Regions from separate parts of the Lactuca sativa genome. Here region 1 is linked to region 2. Evidence: chromatin contacts called from public Hi-C data. All regions are on one chromosome and are shown on one strand. The core of a region is the stretch at or near the end of the contact, and the rest is flanking DNA. Distances in the headings are between cores, read along the strand shown.

Region 1 (3,947 bases), core at 1,058-3,557, 160 kb before region 2:
AAAGAAAACTTCACTTATAAACAAACAAAATTAGTTAAGTGGCTAGTCATTAGTTACTGAATATTAAACCTCAATCAAAACATATAAAGATGTCTATTGCATGTGAATTTGTGATACTACGCGCGTGAAGATCAAAAGAAAAAAATAATAATAATAATAAAATACACAAAAAAAAAAAAAAAAAAGAATAAACATTGCAGAGCCTTGTACTTTCCATTATTTACAGAAACTGATCAATTTTCTATTTATTTTATTGATTTTGGTGTGAAATAACATATTTGGTATCCGTTATGAAGATGATCACTTGCTAGTTTAGATTAGTTTAGATTAGGGATGTCAAAAATCTTCGTGGTATCTTGATATCGTATGAGACTAAATTGAAAAAAAAAAAAAAAAAAAAAAAAAAAAAAAACCCGGGAGTGGGAGCGCGGACAGGGGCAGAATTAAGCCCCGTTTATTTTCGGGACCGAGGTCGAGAGTCGGTATTTCCGTCCAATACTCCCACAGGGGCCCAGTTATACATTTATGTAAAAAAATATATATTTAATATAAAATACATATACAAAATAGATTTTCTAATTATAGGTTTAGGTTAGGTTTCACTTTCCAGTTTCCGATTAATGGATATTGAAGATGTAATGAATTGATAATATATTTTTGGACATGTAAGTATTTTATATTTGTAATGTTGCATTTGTCGTATTTTATACTTACAAGATTATTGGAATTGTCGTTTTGTAATGTTGGATTTTTAATTTTTTTAGTTTCTAAAAGATTAGGTTTTAAGTTTTTAAAGTTATTAAAAATAGTATTTTTTACAAATCAATTTGTTAGAAAAAAAAATCGAATTTTAAGCCTATAAACCGAGGGGAGCGGGGGCGGGACCGGGGGCTATGTAAACGGAGGATTTGGGGCGGGGGCAACAACTGATTTCAAGGGCAGGGACATGGACAGCTATTTTGGCTCTCATTTGGTCCCTTTGACATCCCTAGTTTAAACATAAGGTTAGTGTGCTTGCTTCTGCTATGTGTTTTGAATTTGACTTTCGCTTCAAAATTTTCAAATAGAAGTTTTGTGGATATATTGGATTCTATTAATTAAATGGCTATGTACATATATTTTTTGGTATATATAATACAAAAAATGAATGATATTTTTTGTAATTGTAACACTACTACCGATCGAGCTTGTTCACAGGGTATATATTCATGTGCATATATACCATGTATTACTCGTATGCATTACACTTTCGTTTTCGTTACACACATATATATACGTACATACAAAAGAATTAATTAAGCTTGTATCCATGGCTTCTTCAATGGATTGGAGGGCATGCATGCAGCATGCTCAAAGGAACAACAGTTCCCAGATCTCCGTAAATGCAGATATAATATCGGCATGATGATGTTTGGAATTTAAAGATAAAAAGCACTGCAACAGCTGTTCCAAATCCTTAGCTTCAAACATCTTTTTCTCCAATATCATCTCCAACATCGACTTCTTGAAATCGTCATACGGCTCCTTCGACCACTTCACCACCGTCAGGCTCTCCTTCATCATCCTCGACTTCCTTTTCTCCTCCACTTTCTTCATCTTCTTCTCCGTCGTCCCACCACCAATATTCTTAACGTACAACACAGTCTCATCATGATCCTTCTTATATGAATCAACGCTGATGCTCATGCTATCGGTTTCTCTATCGCTGTTACTGAACCAACCACTTTCATCTGAAGAGCACTCCATGTTGTTCGTCTTCTTGTGTTTACTTCTTCGATCACCGGAGATTTTGGTGAAAGAAACAGGAGAGTTCTGTGTCTCCGGGGTGGTGGTGAGAGGTGCGGTTTTCGATTTGGAGATGCGGGATTGTTGGTGGCTGCTAGGGGTGGTGGGAGGTGGCGAGGGAATGGTACTAGTAGGGTAAGCGATCTCGAGAACTTTAGGGTTGATGGGGGAGAAGAAATGGGAAGTGTTTTTGGGTCGACATAGTCGGAAAGATGACAAAGAGAATTTGAACTTAACCATGGTGTTGTTTTAGAGTTATAAGATCGTTAAGCATATATATGTAAACATAAACATATATAATATAACAACGGCGGAGAGAATGAATGAATGTGAGAGAAAGAAGAGGGAGAAAGGCCGGCCGGCGACCAAATCTAAGAGATGACATCACGACGGAATGGTTCAGTACGGCCCACAAATTAAGGAACAATCTAAATTCCTTCTCAGATGCCTCTAAGATGTGATTACTATTAAATTATGATGTGTTTATAATTATAAAATTTGTATTAAAAGTATTTTATTGAATTGAATAATAATCAACAATAGCGTGTTATTATAGGTTTAAAGGATTAAAAAATATATAGTTTTGGTTGGTTAAGCAAAGATAGTACTGTTTACCGCAAAAAACAAGATAATATATAACACGAATAATCCGAAAACATCTATTCACATCATATATTTTTTCGACATTATAAAAGACCATCACTTGTTATATTATTGGTTGCTCTAAAATTAAGTCGATATCATTGAAAGAGTAAATGTATAAGTAAACAAACACATAAAACATGATAAACTTATAGAGTTATAAATTATAAGAATAATGTTTATCATGTCCTTGGTTGAATTAATTACTAGCTACTATAGGATAAGAGTAGGGGTAAGCATCGGAACAGGGTACCCGTTTTCGGAACCGGAACCGCCTCGGAACTGCCGGTTCCGGAACCGAAACCGCCTTAGGCTAGGGTGTTCATGGGGCGGTTCGGATCGGATAGTAAAAAAATTATAAACCGTAATAACGGGACGGGTACCTTGCTAGCACTAACCGTAACCGAACCGAATTGCTAAAAAACCGAACCATATAAAAGCAGGTAACCACGGTTCGGTTCACGTGTATCCGTTAAATATAAAAAATAGTAATCAATCCAAACTACAAACTCCATTTTAAACAATTCATTTCTAAAAAGAAAAAACTCACAAAATTAAAAAAAAAATCAATACTTATAAATAAACCAACTCTTTAATATTATAAATCCAATCATCAATTGTTTGATATATTAATATTTAATATTTATTCATTCTTGTTTTTTCATGTGGCATCAAACTAATTCTTTGGTTACGAAGGATATATATATATATATATATATATATATATATATATATATATATATATATATATATATATATATATATATATATCAGTTCGGTTCGGGTATCCGCGGATATCTAAATACCCAAACCGAAACCGACCCGTAGGTATCCGATTTTTTCGGTTTTGGTTTTTACGGATTCGGTTTTTTCGTTTTCAAGTTGGCTGGATCGGCTCAGTTTTGCGGTTTTTTTGTACACCCCTACCTTAGGCGGTTCCGGTTCCGATTCCTAAATTTTTGAAACCGCCTTAAACGGTTCCGGTTCCGGTTCTCATGTTTTTGGAACTCTACCCGCCGGAACATATTTGTGTGTGTGTCTATATATATATATATATATATATATATATATATATATATATATATATATATATATATATATATATATATATATATATATATATAAAATGTTGTGTCTTTGATTTTTTTGAAAAATGTGAACTATATAAACTTTGTTCCTAATATAGCGTCATTTTTGTGATGTGAGACAATAAGTTCAACAAAGAACTAACGCATTTTATCAAATGTTAAGCACTCAAGCAGTAACATGTTTGGAAAACTTTAAACAACATGATATTAATATTGCCAAGTTCTTTTATCAACATAAACACAAAAAGGTTAAGGCTTTGAGAATTATTTGCATTATTTTTATGATAAAACTCTTTATGAATCAATAGATTTTAACAAAATTATTTGCATTATTTTTATGATAAATTATGTAAAATAAGACAACTTATCACCGTGAGTAAGAGAATTACTTGGACATGATAAAATTACTATATATTAACAATAATAAATCTT
Region 2 (4,180 bases), core at 783-3,282:
ATCAAACCATTTATGTATGGATTTGTAATGTTAAAACAATGTACTTGATGTGAACAATGTCAGTTGTAATATATTGATGCATGGTGATGTGTATGTTATGATTCATGTATATTCATTATGATGATATTCAATTTAAGTCACGCGAGCCCTCGGACGTTTCCGCCGTCTAGTTTGGGGGTGTGACACATAGGGCCATTCGTGTAATTTACTATAACAAATAACATATGTGGGTATTTTGAGTGGGGTTCGATGTCAGGCAGAACCCGACGATTGTATTGTATGCTGTTATCTTTGTGATTATCACATGTGTTGGTAGGATTATGTGTTTGTATGTTGGACGGGGCCCGTTATGTGAGTATGGGTGGGGGTCGTTATGTGATTAGTTATGTATGGTGTGAGGTATCTTGGGAAAATCACTAATCTTTGTGCTTACAATTTTCAGTTTATGTTTTAGGTACTTCGGTTTTCAAACGGAAGAGCTCAGGATCGTTGCAGAGCACACAACACATGTTTCTGCATTCTATGAATTACTCTGATTTGATGATGTTTTGCTGAATCTTGATTACTTTGGTTTTATGGGAATGTTATGTATTAACGATTTATTAATCTAAAGAAGAAAATTTTATGTTACTATTTTTGGGATGTTTCACTAGTTGATAAAAAAAAGACATTTAATAAGATATAGTAAATAAGCTAGTTGGAATATCTAAAATGACAATTACAAGAATATGATTTTTTATAACTAATTAAGGGTATATTTAAGAAATTTTTAAAAAATTCCTAAAATGTAGTTTTTTTTAAAGCTAATTATAAACTATTTATTGATTGTCAAAATGACAACTAAAAAACCTCGAAAAATAAGCTAGTTGTGACGTGTTAAACACAACATCAATCTAAGTACCACTATAATATATATTCTATGATTGATTTATTTGTATATGTACATAAATTTTGAAGCTTGGACATTTTTTTTAGAACGATGATATTAAAATTAAAAAACTAGCTAAAACTATGGATTACATATGAAGAGTTAAAAAAAAAAGGACAATTCACCCACTCTTACCAATTAATTAACACAAAACTAAGGATTTCCAATTCTAATACAAAAGAACGATTGAGACCGAATAGAATCCTAAATTTAAGACTTAACAGGCTTGCAGCTGCTAAAAAGCAACCTATTCCAAAAAGACAAATAAACCAAAAAATGGTCACACAATTAACATCCAAACATCTTTTAACATTGTCGGCAATACGCACTTGATCAATCCAAGCAACCCAATCTGAAATAGAGCTAAAGATTGGAATGTCCAATTCCCACAAATCCACAACCATACCACAAGAAAAGAAAAGAAGATATGATTGACTCTCTCCACATCAAAATCACATACATGACAACTGATAGAGCCAATATCAATAATATTAAATCAAAATTTATAATTAATCTTTTAAAATGGCAATTAAGGTATGACTATGGATGAGAAAAGGAACCGACCTGGCTGGAACCGACTCGGGAACCGAACTTGTGGAAAATAAAAACCGAATCGGACTGTCGGTTTTACCGGTTTTTATCGCGTCTTCAATGTTGGAACCGACCCTCGATAAATTGCAACATACGGTTCCGGTTTTTGCCCGTCTACCGGTTCTAAAAATCCACAAGAATATCCTCTCGGTCCCGGCCCGACCGGTTCCATCGGGTTTCGGTACCGGTACCAGTTCCAGCATGTTCTTCGTTCCATATGTTCATTCCTAGGTATGACAATTAAAATAAAGATGACTAAAAGTATATGATTTTTTAATAGATATTTATCTAATTTTATATTTTAAATTTATTATAATATTTAATAATTAATTTTATTTATAAAAAATATAATGTCGATATATTATTTTTAATAATATATATTTGTATGTATTTTAACTATGTATTTTAACCTATCATTGATCATGTGTACACCAAAATGCAACCCCTTCCAACATTGTCAATTCAAATTTTAATGCTATTTTAATTAGATCACACATCTTATATTAACAGGAAAAATAAAAATCAAACAGTGCCTAGCCGACACTATTGGACCGGCGCGTACGGCTGCCTCATCATTCCGTTCCGTCATCATTCTTCAAGCAGTCCACACTCAATTTGGGAATTTCCAACCACTCAATACGACCTTAATTTCACACCCACCTCTCCACTTCCTCACATTCATACTCACGGATTTTGATCAATCAGAACAACTTCTAGCAGTGATTCAGCTTCATTGATCGTCACAGAAAGAAATTTTCAGGTGGGAAAGAGAAATGAACGACGGGGATGCAGCAAAGAAGCTAGGCTCGCCGGTGGTGCTGGTGTCGGCTACATCTGCCACTGTTAACGGCATAAATAGTGGTGGTGGTGGTTTGTTCAGCAAAACTCGATATAAGTTCTGGGCAATTACTGCAATTTTGCTACTAGCTTTGTGGTCTATGTTCACCGGCTCCGTCACTCTCAGATGGTCCGGCGCCGGCAACATTAGCAACCCTCTCTCTGATTCCTTCGATTCCCCAGTCCGCGACCTCGACATCTTGGTACCAATCTCTCTATCTTTCTCTACAAACACAATTTTGATTGAACTGAATCTGATTGAAATTCTGTGAATGATTTAGGAAGTTGAGGAGCGGGAGAAACTGGTGAGGAGATTTTGGAATATCTACACACACAGCAGAACAACACGGTTGCCGAGTTTCTGGCAGGAGGCGTTTGAGGCGGCATACGAGCATCTCACCAGCGACGTCGCCGGATCAAGAAACGCGGCCATTTCAGAAATCGCCAAGATGTCGTTAGTCTCCGTGGATGTCGAGCCATTGCCTCTCAACTCGGTTCGCTTTCTTTTAAACCTTAATCAATCATAAATCTACTCTGATTCAATCTCATTGGTTTTAAACAACACTTTTGCTTATTACACAGGGTTTTGGAGGAAGCAGGAAAAGCATGAGGCAAGGTGTTGTCAGGAAGAACACTGCATAAATCTTGCCCACCAACTGTTCGACTAAATGCCATGTAATAAAGTTTCAATTTTCCGAATAGATTACTACATAGTGAAGGCGTGTTTTAGTCGTTTCCAGCATAATAGCTGGAGATGTTGAGCTTCAAGCTGCAAATGCAGTGGTTGTACCAAAATTGTGAACAACATTTATAGTTTTATACATCATGTTATGATAAGAACAATGGGGTATTGAAATATTAATTGCTTGTTTCTTAGTGGGATTTGAAGTAAAATTACATTCCTATGCTTTGAAACTTTACATACAGTTGATCAAATTTTGCGTAATACTATAAACGTTAGGCATGAATGATGAATCAAAGCACGAAATCTTGTAATACTTTGGAAGTGTAGATTTATTGGGTGGTGGGTCTAGGGATGATGAATCCATGTGTATTTCACAACTTTTGTCGATCAAATTTTAGCATCTATGAAATCATGTAATATTATGGAAGTCAACCATTGTGTGTGTTAGTTTAATAGATTATTTGTTTGATTAATTGTTCATGTTTGTTAAGATGCTAAAGAGATATAAACGAAAGTAAACATCTAAATCAAGAACCATAAACTCGGGTCAAAAGTAAAAAAATAGGTCATTTAGATAATCAAAACTAATAGTCAAATTTGAAAAAATCATGTACAAATTACAAAATAGTAAATGAGAGCAAAAAATGTATATCTATTTGACGTTGATAAAGTTTGAAAGAATAAACTTTGTTGATGGATGGATGTCACGGTGCTTTTAGCTTTTCATGATCCCATGACGTTTAATACATAGAACAAACACTAAAAATGTATTTATAAACTTTTACTTTAAGGAGTTTTTTTTTTCTTTTTAAATATAAAGTTAGTAATAATTGTATTAAAGATATACATTGTCGAAGATATCTTTATCAGATAAATAATAGGACGAAATCATTTAATGTTTCTTGAGATATTGATCTCAAATAATATTTTTATAATTATAGTTTTGAAAAAAGTTTGTATTGATAGTCGGTAGATGTTGGTTGAATGATGTCATGTTCGTTTTCCTTATTCCCCTATATTTTGCAAAATGAGTTTCTACATTCAAACAGACAAACACATAGAATATAATCTAACTTATGTTAATACAAAACGATATGATTTAATTTATATTAGACAAAAGTGCAAGCATCTTATGAAAA

What was found. A called contact is a pair of places that touch in the nucleus more often than the background predicts.
Region 1: a Hi-C map of leaf shows a contact between it and region 2, with 6 times the contacts expected there. The contact joins the promoter of LOC111894845 here to the promoter of LOC111894843 in region 2. A contact is called at or near these places in 2 of 4 Hi-C or Micro-C datasets (leaf and seed).

The regions. Positions count from the first base shown.
Region 1 is chr5:66,499,908-66,503,854 of Lsat_Salinas_v11, reverse strand. It overlaps LOC111894845 (transcription repressor OFP7), which reads right to left and starts at 2,307. Exons shown (of 1, transcript XM_023890935.2): 1 at 1,203-2,307. The coding sequence starts at 2,025. The coding sequence ends at 1,351.
Region 2 is chr5:66,340,171-66,344,350 of Lsat_Salinas_v11, reverse strand. It overlaps LOC111894843, which reads left to right and starts at 2,032. Exons shown (of 3, transcript XM_023890932.3): 1 at 2,032-2,559; 2 at 2,638-2,850; 3 at 2,939-3,232. The coding sequence starts at 2,293. The coding sequence ends at 2,998.